Linked DNA regions of Mus musculus: region 2 is linked to region 1. A link is a contact called in public HiChIP or PLAC-seq data. All regions are on one chromosome and are shown on one strand. Each heading gives the region's core, a stretch centred on a gene start, on an enhancer-like site or on the middle of the called end of the contact. The rest is flanking DNA. Distances are from core to core; before and after follow the strand shown.

Region 1 (7,839 bases), core at 3,426-5,925:
CTGTAGAAGGCAGGTCTTGAACTTAAAAACCTCTGCCTCAGTTTCTTAAGTGGGTGGGAATGCAGGCCGGCCAGCAGACTAGGCCTTCTTCATGTGGGCCTTCCTGTCTTCTTCCCATGCAGCATCTTTGACCCTCTGTTTTTTCCCTTCGTCTCTCAGAGCTCTCTGCCTGGCTTGTGACTTTAAGTAGCATTTCTAAGGTGTTAGGCTACTCCTCTATCTCTGGTTCAAACTCCCTGGTGATTCCAGGCTCTCAGAAGACCGAGAAAAAGGCACCGTGGGATCATATGGCCATACACAAGTCTGGCCTGAGCCATACAACCCTTTTCCCTCATCTCCCTCACACCACCATCTTGCTTCCACATGTCTGGTGTGGAGTCTGTCTGTTTGACATCTCGGTACCTGCAGCCCCCATAATGCCAGCAAGGCCTGTTTCCGCTTGAATTTACCCCGTGTTGCTTCCTCCTGGGTAAACCACCTCTGAGTCTCACTTGGACTTCCACAACGGCATCCTTCTCAGTCGTCCTGTCTCTGTGCTTGGTCTCCTGTCACGGAAACCAGAGTGAACGTGCAGGCTCAGCTTTCTTTTCTGGAAAGGTTTCCTCCTCAGAGGGCGTTGCTCTGCCTGTCCCTGCCCAGCCTGCCTATCTGTACATCTCCCCTCTGTTACCCAGAGTGACACCTGCAGCCTTTGGCATACTCTCAGTTTACTGACCTTTTTCTTCCTTCACCAGGACAAGGACTTTTTCTTTTGAGTCTCAGAGTCTGATGTCACACCACAGGTGCCCTGTAGTGGGCCCAACTGTTAACACACAACCCTGTCCTGGTTAGCTTTAACTGTCAACTTGACAAAACCTACAGTCACCTAGGAAGAAAACTCTGCTGAGGAATTGTCTAGGTCAGATTAGTCTGGGGGAGGGGTGCGGTTGTCTTCATTGTTAATGGATATAGTAGGCCCAGCCCACGGTGAGTGGTACCATTCTTAGGCAGGTGGCTTTGAATTGTATAAGAAAGTTAGCAGAGCATAAGCTGGCCAGTGAGCCATGTAGAAAGCGTTCCCCTCCATAGTTCCTGTTCTATGTCTTCAGTGGCAACCTAAGTTCCTTGGTTGGAGGTATTGCTGTGTGCAAGAGCAAGCTGGCTTTGTTGAGTCTCTGCCTTGCCTTCCAATGATGGAGTGTGATCTGAAACTTCCCTCCCTACAGTTGCTTCTGGTGATGATATTTTATTCCAGAAACAGAGAGGAAACTAGGACAGACTCCATTCTTAGTTGAGGTTCAGATGTCATAGCCTAAGGACTCTTGGGTGTAGCCCAGGATTGGCTCATATGCCATCTCAGGCTTACTCTCCAGGTCCTCATGACCTTGACTGATTTCCTCATTTAAGAGGTTTACTCATTTGCTTGTTCTTGGGGGAAGGATGAGGTCTTCCTAGGACCTCCCATTGGCCACAGGGAACTGATGTAATGTAAATATTGGTCAAGTACGTGGGAATCACTTTGGTTTATTTCTTATTTGATCTTCGCAGTTGTCCTATGAAAGAGCTATCACTGAAATACGCACTTGGCTGTTTTTGAAGGAACTCAGGTCTCAGAGAATTTGATTCGCTTACAACTTCAGAGTTAGTTAAAGGAGCCTAGGTCACCATGTTTGACTAAATGCAAGTGTGGGTGTTTGTATAAGTGTGTAGGGGTGGCTGCTTAGGATCTGCCTCCCCTTCCTGGCCATCATAGCTGCCTCCTCTTCTCACTGAGACCTAAGCAAGCCAAATTCAGGGATGCTTCAAACTCCATTAAGGTTTCCTTACTCTCTTAAGGGCCTCTGAAGGCCTCAGTGCCTGGTCCTGGGACTTGCCTATTCCTCCCCATCCCACTCCCACACCTGGCAAAGTCCATGGAAGCACATTCCCTTGCGTGGGCATGAACACAGCATGGCGGGAGTGCCTGAGTCACATCTGAATGTGAGCCATCCACTCATGCGTCTCGACCAACCACGTGCCTGCTGTCCTGGCCTAGCTCACACTTGCAGGGTCACCATAGATAGATCCAACACCCTTCCCATCCTCCCTCTGCACAGCAGGTTTCTGGGTTTTTCTACAGGAAGGGAAGGGCGAGGAGAAAGCACTCAGGGGATTTCTAGGGAGCAATGGGGGCACATCCAAAGGTGACACTCCTGAGCGCACGTGAAAGGACAGACGGGGAAAGATGAGCTCCTGTTCAGAGGGTCTGCCCTGGCTGTTCTGCTTGTTGGTGTGGGAACAGATGTGAGTGCTTCCCAGGAATTTAGGGGGCCCCATGCCCTCAGCAGCCACCACCGTGCTTTTCAGAGGACAGAGCACAGAGGCCACAGTAGGGCTCTGGCTGGAACAGACACCTGGGGTTAGGCAGTGTGACGAAGCCAGCGTCTTCTGACTGTTAGTCATGTTGTAATGCATGGCCTGATGCAGAGAGCCTGGGGTTGATCTTTCATCTCCTGGGTAGGCAGGGGCAATGAAATGGAAACACTTTTGAAAATTATTACCTAGGAAGCCTTCCACCTTGTCTGTAACACAACAGCTTTGGTCCACAGGGCTTCCTACTCTTCCACGGTGGTAGAGCTGCTTCACCAAGGGCAGCAAGACACAGGGATAAACTGTGATCTGAAAGCCTGCAAGGGTAGTTGTGAGGGGTTGAGTGGTGGGCCACTGAGCGAACTGGGAGATGTGAGCAACTTCCAAGTACTCATTACACCACCCAGTAACACACTGACACCTACCCCAAACACCTATGCCAATGTAAACAGGGGCACACACACACACACATATGCACATGCATGAACGCATACACACACAGACACACAGAGACACACACATGCACACACAGACACACACAGATACACACATGCACACACACACACATGCACACACACACGCACACACATACACACACACACACACACAGACACACACACAGACACACACATGCACACACAGTTTGCACCAGGGAATCCCTAAAGTAGCCCATTGGGTCTTACTGCTGGGGTGCGGATCTACCTGTAGACTTCACATTTCTCTTTAAGAAGTGACAGGTGTGCAGAAATGATTCCACAAAGAAGCTGCAATGTGGGATGGCTGTGTGCCACGTGCTCAGGCAGTAGGTGCAGGTGTCTCTGGGCTGTGGGTCTCTGCACTCGTTCTTCTGGCTTCGACACAGTCATGGGAGAGTTTTACAAATGTGTTAGGATGATGTCTCCACCTGAGCTGGCTGTTGGATTCATTGAGTAAAATATATAATATATCTGTCTGTGACATTAAACTACTTTCATAGCATTATGGTACAAACTGCACCTGGAAGCGGGGATCAGGGAGAGGAAGAGGAGAGGAGAGAGAAGAAGTGGGGAAGGAGGAAACAGAAGGAAGAAATGGATCACATCATCTCCGCGTTAGATATCGTTTGGCTATGCTCAGTGCTCACACACGATGATAAGGAAACGCCTGCTGCTGCTTCTCAGTCTGTCCCTGCAGTTACTGACCAGGTAGCAAATGCCTCGCTATGTCCCCAGGTCAGATGGTCCATCTATTTTCCATTGGCATACTGTCTGAGGAACATGAGCTGTGGAAACCAGCTTCTATCCCAAACTTCCAGGGCTGATCTATACAAGTGGAAGAAAACATCCAAAAATGTAGAGAGCTTCATCTGGGGGGAGGGGGTTGAGCTTGCTAAACCCACCCTGACAGTTGCTTCCCTGGCTTCCCCTATGCCTACCGGCTCATCTCCACTCTGAGCCAGCCCTGATGGCAGTACCTTGCGTGTTGTGAAAGGGGACCACTTGCTTCCTTTAAGGCTAGAGGAGACCTGCACCACTCATAGACTGTGTGCACCATGATCTGAGTCACATGAGCCTTGTTCACTTGGGGTGCTGACTCTAACTCTTGGTACTAGGAAGTTGCCTTGAGGTTTTAGCCTCATGTTTAAATCCACTGCCCAGACTAAAGTCCTAGCCTAGAGTAAGGGAACATTTTAGGTCATCTCCCACGGCTCTTTCTTGGAGCTGAATCTAGCTTTCTAATGTATCAACCACCCCACCACCAGGCCTGACTGGATCTTGCATGCCAGAGCAGAGCTTTGCTCCCTCGGGTTCTCTCAGCTGGCCTCTGGCACCAAGCAACTCCGTTCACACTTGGACTCTGCTGCTAAACTGAGCTAGACCCTTGCCTTGGCTCTAAACGATGTGCACTTTGCATCACACCAAGCTCCTTCTTGGTTCCCTCTTCCTCCTTTTGCCATCTGCCTGAGGACCATGGCGCCAAGGCTTGTTCATATTCTTGCAGACCACAACAGCAGTCTAATTCAGAGAAAATATCTCACCAGGATCCTTGGTACTTGGATGTATAGTCTAGGGCAGGGGGGACCTGTTAGGACCCAGAACCTGGTGAATGCAAGTCTCCCTTGGACTAACACAGATTAGTACAGACTCCTACATTTTGTGCCACATGAAGAAATGGGGTTTAATGCACAACACGGGTAGAGCTTAGAACTAAAGCCAATCACATGGCAGAACCCACCATCCCTCCGATCCTCAGCCCCATACAAGTGGTTGTTCTGACCATCCTGGTATGAGACATTTACCAGTCTCTGGTCCCTACCAACCATGAGCTACACAAGCCACAGGGCCCCAAGCTGCAGGTGGTAATTTGCATAGGGCAGTGTCTCCTCTCCCAGGAGGTTAGGCCTCTCTGAGTTTCTTTTCTGTACAAGGGGAGTCGAACAGTGTCTTTAAAAAGAAAGAAAAACAAGACGGGTGACTTTGCTTGGACCTGGGTAGTAAGGTGTTCCAAAGTCTCTGTGGAAGTAGCTATTTCTGGCCCCATTGTCGTCTGGGTTACAGAGGAAGGCCTCCTGGCAATTCTTTGCTTGAAAGACAGAAACAGAACATTGTTTCTGACGGCTTTGATTTAATGGCCAAAAACAGTTATAGGAAACTGTTGAGCAGATGTTCTGAGAAACTCAGAAGAGACTGGGTCTTTGAGAAGGGCTATTTTTAGACAAATGCTTCCTACCATTGGGGGCTTCAGTACTTACAAAGGGGGATGTAAAAGCAGAGAAAATGTGGGAGAGAAGGGGGGAGCACAAAAGTGTGTGCTTCTAGGGCCTTTGGATATTTTGACAATCACAGTTCAAGTTGCTGTCCGCCTTCCCATGATGTGCTAGGTGCTAGGAAATCTCCATCATCTGTTCATTCTTTATTCCCTGTCCAAGCTCCAGGAATAGTCAGTGAGGCTGGTTTCCTGACCACTGTATTTTCTCACCTCTCTTTACCCAAACCCATCTTTCACCTCCTTTCTATCTGTCTCTCCCGTTCATTTCTCTTTAATCCTTCATTTCATGCTCAGCTGTTACTTTCCCCCTCCTCCAAGAAGCCTTCCCTGAATGCCCTGGGACAAACTGGGCCCCCTTCTCCATTGTGCAGTGAGCTTGGTCATGACTGTTCTGCTTCTGTGCCTTCCTTTTTACTCAGACTGGAAGCTTGTGGAGGCTGTGGACCCTTCTGCTGTCCCCACTTAGCACTTGCCAGGGCAATCGTAAGCACCGGGGTCACAGAATGTAAGTATGGATGTGTGGGAAGGAAGTGATCAACTGAGCATATTCATTGGGTTAGCCCTTCCAAGCTTCACCTACAGTGGCAGAAATTTATCTCCCTGTCACAGGTTTTCAAATCAAACCCAAATGGTTACTATGATTAAGATAATAGACTAGTGACTACAGTTTGAGGCAGTCTTTACTGTTTCCAGGAATCTGGGACTTTGGGACAGTCATTTGGAGAACTGTCATACGAACGCATCTAGATGCGGATATCATCTATCTTTTAATTCTAAGCTTCTGTTTTCCCCACCTCGCTAGGGACAATCATTTTCTGGGACTGGGGAAAGGGCAGAACTTCCAGAGGTCATTGGGTGTATGGTTCCAGTACAGCATCACTCGTAATGGAAAAGTTAGATAAACAGGAGGCCAGAGCACCTCATTTGCTGCTGTGGCTGGAGCCACATCCAGTTGGAACAAGAGGACAGTGGGGCTGCCCAAGGGACGTCTGACTGGTGGCATCATAGTAGAGGGCACTGACGCCTCAGTCCTCCTACAAAGTCCGGGAGGAATGAAGTCCGTTCTGTGTACCCCATCATAGACTCCATAACTTGAGCAGCCCTCCTTGAGCACGGTCCAGAGAGAGCATTTTCTGAATGAGGTTAGGTGCATTGGATGCATGGAACAAGGGTCATCCCGGCCTCCCCAGGGGCCAACGGCCACATTGCTGCACTCTGGTCAGGAGCTTCCGTGTTTCCCGGGGGTTGAGTTCAGACAGAACTTGTTTGGGGTTTATGGCTTTTTAATGAATCTTTCCATCTCTTTTTATTTTTGTAGAAGCATTAATAAAACACAGTATCTGTGCGCTAAAAACAGTCCAAAAATCATGCCTATTTTACTGGAAAAGAGGCATTTTTTGTTTGTTTGTTTGTTTGTCTTTAATTAAAATAGGGTCTCATGCAGCCTGCGATAACCTTACTATGTAGCCAAGGATGACCTTGAAGCCCTGGCCCTCCAGCTTCTATCTCCTGAGTGTCAAGACTACTGAGTGCTGGGATTTTGAGCATGCATGACCACACCTGATTTTTGTAGCACTGGGATTCGAACCCAAGGCTCTGTGGTACCAGGTGAGTACTCTGACAGTTGACATCTGGAAATCCCTATCAAAGTTCAGAATGTAAAGGGCTCTTCCCACCACACCCACCCCTCTGGGTGCTGAGCTCTGCTCTCTCTATTTTGTTCTGTAGATGAAGGCTCTGCCCTGGTCAGAGAGGTGAAGTAACTTGCTCAGAAACACACAGCAGCAGGAGGGTGAAATGCTTTCCAAGCAGTTCAGGTTTCCTTGATAACAGAGGCCAAGTTCTGTCATTTCCACACTAGGCAAGCCTCACCACTGAGCTCCACTCCCAGCCTTCCCAGGAATTTTTATCTGGGTGTTCTTCAAGAGTTTCTTCATTAAAGCTTTCCCTTTCATCGTTGCAATTCTGTTTGAGTTTGCTCCCGGCTCATCCCCCTTTTCCAGGCCTTAGGTTTCTCATTTTGGCCACCAATACCTACAGACCAAGACGCCTCAGAGCGAAAGACAGGGGAGGGTCTTTCAGACCCGAGATCTGAAACAGTGATGTTTCAGAAACATGAACAGCAGCCATGAATGTAGCTACCCTCACTATCTGTGGTTTTGCTTTCCATAATTTCAGTTACCTATGGTCAACCACAGTCCGAAGATATAAATGGAAAATTCCAGAAGTAAAATTTTAAAAATTGTTAAGTTATAAATAACTGTGTTATAGAGTATGCTATGGCAACCATTCTATTGTATTATAAGTTACTGATGTTAACCTCTTACTAATTTATAAACAAAACTCTACCCTAGGAATGTATGTATGGACTACCATACCATAAACATAGGATTCGGCAGCATCAGACTGTGAGGCAGATATAGGTAGATACAGAATGTACTGAACAGGGTTTTGTTGGTCCAGCATAAGTAGCCTTTTGACTTTGTTTTCTTCCTTCAGAGTCTGGTGTCTAGGAGCCATAAGTACACACATCAACAAATATTTGCTGTGTTCTTCTGTGTGTTGGCTGGGATGATTACGCTGTGGTGACAGGTGCCAAACCTCAGTTGTCACGCAGTCAGTGACACTTCCTACTCTCGCTGTGTGAACGCTCTGGGCTGGCAGGGGTGGGGGTGGAGGGCTTTGCTCGGATCAGGCTGAAAAGCAGCTGCCACCCTGACACGTGCCAGAGGATAAAAACACAAAGGCTGAAATTCTTCAGCT
Region 2 (7,839 bases), core at 1,791-4,290, 480 kb after region 1:
GGGTCTCTGCAGCTGCCTACATCTACTGCTGGCTGAAGTCTCTCGGAGGACAGTTATGCTAGGCTCCTGTCTGAAAGCACAGCAGAATATTATTAATAGTTTCTGGGGTTGGCTTTTTCCGATGGGGTGGATCTTATGGTCGGCCAGTCATTGGTTGACCATTCCCTCAATCTCTGGAGTTAGGAGAGTCTTCTTAGACCAGTATACCATGTGTGTTGTCCTTCTAATGTGTTTTCAGCATTCTAAGGTGTCTATAATGACTTAACTCCTTCCACACAGTCCATTACCTTTAGTCCATGAGGCTATGGTCCAATTCTGTCTCTTGAAGTAAGCTCTTTGAGGAGTTTACCACAGTGCAGTGGATCCTGTATCCAAGTGTAAAATATTTGATACAGGTCTTTCTTCTTCTTCCTTCTTTCTTCCTTCTTCTTCTTCTTCTTCTTCTTCTTCTTCTTCTTCTTCTTCTTCTTCTTCTTCTTCTTCTTCTTCTTCTTCTTCTTCTTCTTCTTCTTTTTCTTCTTCAGTTAAAATGCTTGTGGTAGCTTTCTAATGCCTGGGTTAGCTCTGATGTCAGCTTCTCTACAAGATAAATACCAAACCATCATTTGCTTAATCCAGGAGGGAATTGAGTTTTATTTATAATATGCTCCAGGCAAGATTTCCAGATATTAAATGTATTTTTCTCCACATGGAGAGACAGGGGCATTGGCTCCTTCTGTCATGGACTTGTCCTTGGCTTTGAAGTTTTCTGTAATCCAGGTATCTACCAGTAGAGCCATTCCATCTGGCTTCAAAATCACACAAAGGAACCACACCCACTTTTTATCATAAGGAAGTAAGCATATGGCCTAATCCACAGGAATGATGAAAATGTAGCCCTGACTACCGAGCCCATTTTGAGAGGAGCTCTGAACTGGGAACTTGTGTTTAGCTGTCTTAAAGACAAACTTCTTTTCATTCTTCTTTATTCCCTTCTCCGCCATTTTTCTACCCCTTCCTCTTTTCGGCAAAGATTGGGCTGGCCTGAGACTTGCTTAATAGTCTATTTATAATGTACTTCTTATGTGGGTTCTTAATTTTCTGTTTCTAAACCATGTTTCTCATTTTGGTAATTAAAATTCTTGATGAACAGTCACACCTGTTATGCAATAGCACAATCTTTTATATAGTACATCACCTATCTTGAATATATTCTGTTCCTATTAAATATGTTTCATGTCCTTTACAATAAATATTATTTTTATGCTAAATTCCCCTAAAGTGGCCGAATATTGCCCTCTTCTCCCCTATGATGACTCCTTGAAACAAATATATAAGTAGACTCTTATTTTGAAGAATTGGCACAGTGCTTTGTGTAACATTTGCTCCTCAAACATGTTTGGAATAATTACAAGGTTCCAAACATGGCAAATGCTTTGGTGAAAGAAATGAAAATCCTTCAGTCTCTAACCAGGAGGAATTTGGTCAAGACTGACAAGAAAATCAAAAGGCTTAGGGACTTTTACATGTTGACATGACCATGAAGAAGCGGATAATATTTACACAGAATGAGCAGAGCCAGCATCGAGGGCAAGCAGTATGAGATCACTCACTTTATTGCTTGATCTGCTGAGATGATCTCAACGCAGAAGCCACTCTTAATGGCAACAACATTACTATTAATTAAAGTAAGTTTTATAGCACAATGCTTTATCCAGCATTGTCATTCAGGTCATGTGGTTTGCCCCCCCCCAAATGAATTTATGAAATTCCTAGGCAAATGGATGGACCTGGAGGGTATCATCCTGAGTGAAGTAACCCAATCACAAAGGAACTCGCACAATATGTACTCACTGATAAGTGGATATTAGCCCAGAAACTTAGGATACCCAAGATATAAGATACAACTTGCCAAACGCATGAAATTCAAGAAGAACGAAGACCAAAGTGTGGACACTTTACCCTTTCTTAGAAATGGGAACAAAACACCCATGGAAGGAGTTACAGAGACAAAATTTGGAGCTGTGACGAAAGGATGGACCATCTAGTGATTGCCATATGCAGGGATCCATCCCATAATCAGCTTCCAAATGCTGACACCATTGCATACACTAGCAAGATTTTGCTGAAACGACCCAGATATAGCTGTCTCTTGTGAGACTATGCTGGGGCCTAGCAAACACAGAAGTGGATGATCACAATCAGCTATTGGATGGGTCACACGGCCCCCAATGGAGGAGCTAGAGAAATTACCCAAGGAGCTAAAGGGAACTGCAACCCTATAGGTGGAACAACAATATGAACTAACCAGTACCCGGAAGCTTTTGTCTTTAGCTGCATATGTATCAAAAGATGGCCTAGTCGGCCATCACTGCAAAGAGAGGCCCATTGGACTTGCAAACTTTATATGCCCCAGTACAGGGGAACGCCAGGGCCAAAAAGGGGGAGTGGGTGGGTAGGGGGTTGGGGGGGTGGGTATGGGGGACCTTTGGGATAGCATTGAAAATGTAAACGAGAAAAATACCTAATTAAAAAAAAACTTTTACTCATTTTGATTCTGAAAGATTGTGAGCATATTTGCCAACAGTATAAAAAAAGAAAGAAAGAAAGAAAGAAAGAAAGAAAGAAAGAAAGAAAGAAACCATAGTGCTTGTCTATAAGGAGTTTTGAATTATTGTATTGTGCACCTTTAATTTCTTCCAGTTTTGAAAAGCGAGTCAATGGCAAACCCCTTGGGTTGAATGCACTTTGTGCCCCAGAGTATTGAAACAGTGGATGGGCAGAGTGTACTTTATACAGTTGCATGTAACAGTTTAAACCTATGGCTAGGAAGCTATTGCCAAGTTGCTTTTCCCATGGATGTGCTAACTTGTACTCTGATTATATATTTCTCTGGTGATCTCCAAACATTCAGATTTGAATTAGGGTCCTAACAGACAGACTAGCTTTTCTTGAGGCTGTCATGAACTCTAATTGAGGTAAAGATCTTTGCTAGTGAAGAGCTCACAACCAAAAGCCTTGTACTTGACCATCCTGCCTGTGAGGGAACTATATTAAATTTGAGCAGTGTTACAGCGACACCTGCCGGACTTTCTCTAACTAGCAAGTGCAATTCCAGCAGATCAGGGTTCTGTGTAATCACAAATATTTCTCACACATATGAGAAGTAAAGTAATTTTCCATGAAAACAAAATCAAACGGTTATCTCTCCTTCAGTATATGAAATAAGGCTTTTCCTGAGGTAAGAAGAATTAACATTGAGCACTCAATTTAACACAAAGACAAGATTAAAATAATGTCTTTATCTCCCATCCAGAAGTTAAGTAGTATCATGGTATTTTGGTTATGTAATCACACCACAGTCTGTAAATATGAGTGCATTTACACAAGCACCTGAAGAACAATTTTAAAATCATTCTTTTTGGCTCAAAAATAAATGTCAAATTCTCAGTTCATTGAGGCTGCTGGGGAGAATGCTCACTTTAGAGATCTGCTTATCCAGAATATGGTTGCTACTTCTTTGTCTCACTTCTCCTCCTCTCCTCTCCTCTCCTCTCCTCTCCTCTCCTCTCCTCTCCTCTCCTCTCCTCTCCTCCCCTCCCCTCCCCTCCCCTCCTCTCCTCTTCTCTTCACGTCTTCTATCTCACAGTTTCTTTTCAATGCTCCCCCCTACACACACACAGGGCAAGCTGCAGTGCATAGCAGCAATATCGTGGATTCCTTAAAAGCTTTGCAGTTGAGCTGAAACCCATATTTCAGATGAGTCTCAAAGTCATCAGATTCAAGCTTGTCACATTTTCTGAACACAAAATTCCAGACATGTTTTATTCACTATCTGTTTGCATCGTTGAGGTAAACATCTCCAACTCATTTCGAAGTTGGGAGATAGCCAAGAAGTCTCAACCCATCATTTCTAGATGTTTTGTTGTATGCTTTGATTCCTCCTTTGGTCAGGTATCTCATTGCTTCATAGCCCCTCTAAACACTAGGCTCAGTTGCTCATGAGAGCACCCTCCCCTACTGACATTTGAAACACTGGACCTCTCATTCATTTTTTAGTTGTATGATGTGAGCTCTAAACCATTCTTCAGTTTGCATAAGGAAAGAGGCTGAGAAACCTAGGCATGTGGTGTGGCATGGCAGGCTGCTGGCCTGCTTGGTGCTCTAGTATCTATAGTCTACCTCGGCAGCACTGTGATTCACTGATGCTAAGGAATAAAAAGACATCGGTCTGACTTCCATGATGAAAGCCTCAAGCTTGGCTCTTACACTGATTCCCAGGTAGTTTTGGACAGTGTCTGTCCCTCCTTGTTTTGTTTTGTGTTTGAAGGAAGATAATGTCTTTAATTAACCTACTGTTTATAAAGAATTTCATATGAGCATTGTGTTTAATACCCTGCCCTCAATGTGTGCACAACTCTACCCTACTGTGCTCAATCTAAAAATTATGGCTTCTTTTTATTTTCTTTAAACATATTCATATACATATATTTCAGTAGAACATGTGTACACACATAAGCCATTGATACCATTTAGTGTAATGCTATCATATAGATATAGAGATAGAGATAGAGATAGAGAGATATAGGACATATGACATATATAGGATATATGATATACGACATACGATATATGATATATGTTTTTAGGGCTAACCACTTGGTATTAGATAAGCAACTATGGGCTTCAATCCAGGGAAGACTGATTCTTTCTCTCTTTAGCAGTCATTGCCTGTGGATCTTCATCTAGGAGTGGGACCTTGTGAGACTTCCCTCACCCACATAGGCATGCCACCTATTGTTGTCCCTGTGTTGGTCAACTTTAGGCAATCACAATGTTGAAATTTTGTGGGTGAAGCTTTCCTGTCATATAGAGAAGACATACTATCTGCATCCATGTTTCTGGTTTTTACAATCTTTCCACCCGGTCTTTTGTGATGTTTGCTTAACCTCAGGTGTAGGGGTTGTGTTGTAAATGTATCAGTTGGTATTGGGCACACACCATTCCTTGTTCTCTGTGTTTTGACTAGTTGTGCCTTGCTGTAATAATGATCCTGTGCTGCAAACAGAAGCATCTTTGATGAGGAGTGAAAGCTACAGTTACTAGGTTGGATGGGTGCACAGATATGTGTCCTAGGCTAGGCCAAGCTGGACCTGGGCACAGGATGAATGCACCAGACAGAACCTGGAGGTTGGATGTGGTACAAACTTAAGTCGAGCTAGCTGGCTGAACTTGGCGATGCACAGGATGTGTGATCAAAGATCACTGTAAATTGATCTCATATGTTTGCACTTCCTAGGCTTGGGTATTTACTCTTGAAGGAAGATAATTATTTTTTTAATTATGGGTTATATATTTACCCTTGTTACACAGTTGTCATAGTAAAATCCATGTGGTAGAGATTTACCCCTGTTATACTGTCTTCGGAGTAAAAAATATGGATAAATGTATTCTAACGATATGTGATATGATAAATCAGGGACACAAGAGAAATACAGTTGTCTGAGCATCAGTGGAGTTCATTCCAGGATCCCAACATAAATACAAATCGAAGAATGATAAAGTCAATTATAGAAAAAAATATATCATTTACTAGACTCATGTATACTATACAGCTTCTATAGATTATTTAAAAGAACTAATGTGATGTGAGTGCTATATAAACAGATGTGACACTGTATGTTTTAGGGAGAAACAAAGATGCTGCTGATGTTGACCTCAGATACTCTGAATATTTTCTGTTCATGTTGGTTGAACTGTCTGATGTGACACCAGCAGATATGAGTTTAGTATATATACAGCAGATATGAGTTTAGTATATATACAGCAAAGGTTCTGATTCCCATGCTACTGACACAGTCAAATGCGATTCACAGGAATCTTCCTTTACCTACAAATGCTCATGTGCTAACTTGAAAGGTTTGAAGGAAATGGAATTGGTTAATCGTTGGCATGAGTATGCTGATGATGTTATCACAGGCTTCCATACATATGCACATTTCTCTTCTGTGACACAGCTACTTTAACTTACTGAATATGTAAGTATGAAAAAAATGAACCCAGAAAGTTAAAACACAATTTTTGTAAAGAGAACTTTGTGGAAAGGCCGTATCAATGATCAAAATACTCTCATCTTCAACCCACAAAATATCAAATGGAAACATTAATTCATAAATCACTTGGCCAGTCAGCAAATAGCCTGGCACCCAAGTACAGGCCTCTTACAGGGTATACCATTATAGAATATTCCAAAGCACTTAAGAATTTCTCACATGACATACCAGGATGGAAACAGATAATTGGGAGTAGAAATTTATTTTTATTTTAATTCCCATTCTAGATGCTACCAATTGCCTGCTTATCACCTACTGGAGGATTTAAACCTTATATCCTGTCTCATACAATACCAAAATATGACTAATAATGGCTTAATAGAAATTCATGAGAGTATATATATATAGACACTGTTCACTGGTAATTTAAAGCCCCTAGTGGGCAGGAAGTAGTTCCTTGGTAGTGCGCGCGCGCGCGCACACACACACACACACACACACACACACACACACACACACACAGAGAGAGAGAGAGACAGAAGTTATATAGTTATAGTGTAGATATGACTGTAGAGGCCAGCAGACAACCTCAAGTGTTAGTCTTGCCTTATATCTTGTTTGAGACAATCCTTTCATTGTTCATCATTATGTACACAAGACCAACTGGCCCATGAGCTTCCAGAGGTTTTTCGGTCTCTACCCCCATCTCACAAAATGAGTGCTATGGTTACAGACTCTTGCCAACACGGAAGGCAATACCAGCTTCTGGAGATTTGACCTCAGGTCTTTGTTTGCATAACAAGCACTTTGCCTACTGAGCCTAAGGATATGTGTTAAAAGAGAACTCTTGGTTGTGCTACTCAAGGATTGGCAGTGGCTAGAATATAAAAAAAAATAAATGTCTATACTACAAAAACACAGCAATAGGTCTTTAAAGAGGAGCTATTGTTAGGGACAGGAAACCTTTGTGGCTGCAGTCAGTGGCACAGGCACTCATGCCGATGGCTTAGTGTCTGGCGAGTCTGAGCTTTGACTTTTTGGCTAGTGAGCTTCAGACCTGCACTTAGCCCTTCCTCCTGCCTCCTTTTAAATTTACCGTTCTAGTCACAGGGGCATAATAGAAACCAAGTTGTCAGAGGACAGTGCTTTGACAGTAAAATGGCCTCTGGCTTTGAAAATAATGTCTCAGTTTCCTTGAGACTTTCTTTGGCAGCAGGGGACCATTAGCTTGTCACATTGTCCAGTCCTACTGATATTATCTTTTAATTGCTCCCAAAGACCCATCTCTTAATCAATGTGTCTGGGGTTCTCAAAGAGCTAAGTTCTCTGGACTGACAATCTGTTCTATCATTTGAGTTCAAAAGTAAAGGGGCTGGGGGAAAGATCGATGACTTAAGAATGGAAAATAGCGTTTTGGGGAGACATACAACTGTAGTCAAGATAATAATTTGAAATAAAATGGCGAAGAAGGCACCTGTCCTGTAAAGATTCTAGGGACATCATAATATGACCATGTACACAAGGACAAGTATGCCACACTAAATAGGACATTCAATATACAAATGCTTTCAAGATTTATTTTATTTTATTTGAAATTATGTGCTTGAGTGTTCATGTGTGAGTGGGGATGGGGTGTGAGTTCAGCACTGTGAAGGATGACGTGAATGTCACATCACCCAGAGCTGGTTATTTGCCACCTGACATGGGGGCTGGGAACTGAACTCAGGTCTTCTGCAGGATCAGGGAACGCTGTTGACCATTGAGCCATCTTGTTATCTGACACCAAAATAAGCTTTCTGAAATAAGT

Evidence for each region. HiChIP or PLAC-seq counts read pairs in DNA pulled down with a chosen protein or histone mark.
Region 2: a contact with region 1 is called in an H3K27ac HiChIP or PLAC-seq map of regulatory T cells, with 9 times the contacts expected there. The contact joins two enhancer-like sites. A contact is called at or near these places in 1 of 39 promoter capture datasets (embryonic stem cells), 1 of 15 datasets of contacts at CTCF or cohesin (the NIH/3T3 cell line), 2 of 484 Hi-C or Micro-C datasets (induced pluripotent stem cells and long-term hematopoietic stem cells) and 5 of 115 datasets of contacts at active chromatin or transcription factors (cardiomyocytes, embryonic fibroblasts, large pre-B cells and 2 more).

Annotation. Positions count from the first base shown.
Region 1 is chr9:32,608,431-32,616,269 of GRCm38.p6, forward strand. No RefSeq gene overlaps it. Among named protein-coding and RNA genes, the nearest start is that of Gm31871, 18 kb to the left of the region's middle. Within about 2 kb of position 4,676, at least 57 of the 459 cell types and tissues checked have an H3K27ac peak or open chromatin away from gene starts, as enhancers often do. A contact at or near this core is called in regulatory T cells, where this site is marked.
Region 2 is chr9:33,092,806-33,100,644 of GRCm38.p6, forward strand. No RefSeq gene overlaps it. Among named protein-coding and RNA genes, the nearest start is that of Gm27166, 65 kb to the left of the region's middle. Within about 2 kb of position 3,041, at least 5 of the 459 cell types and tissues checked have an H3K27ac peak or open chromatin away from gene starts, as enhancers often do. A contact at or near this core is called in regulatory T cells, where this site is marked.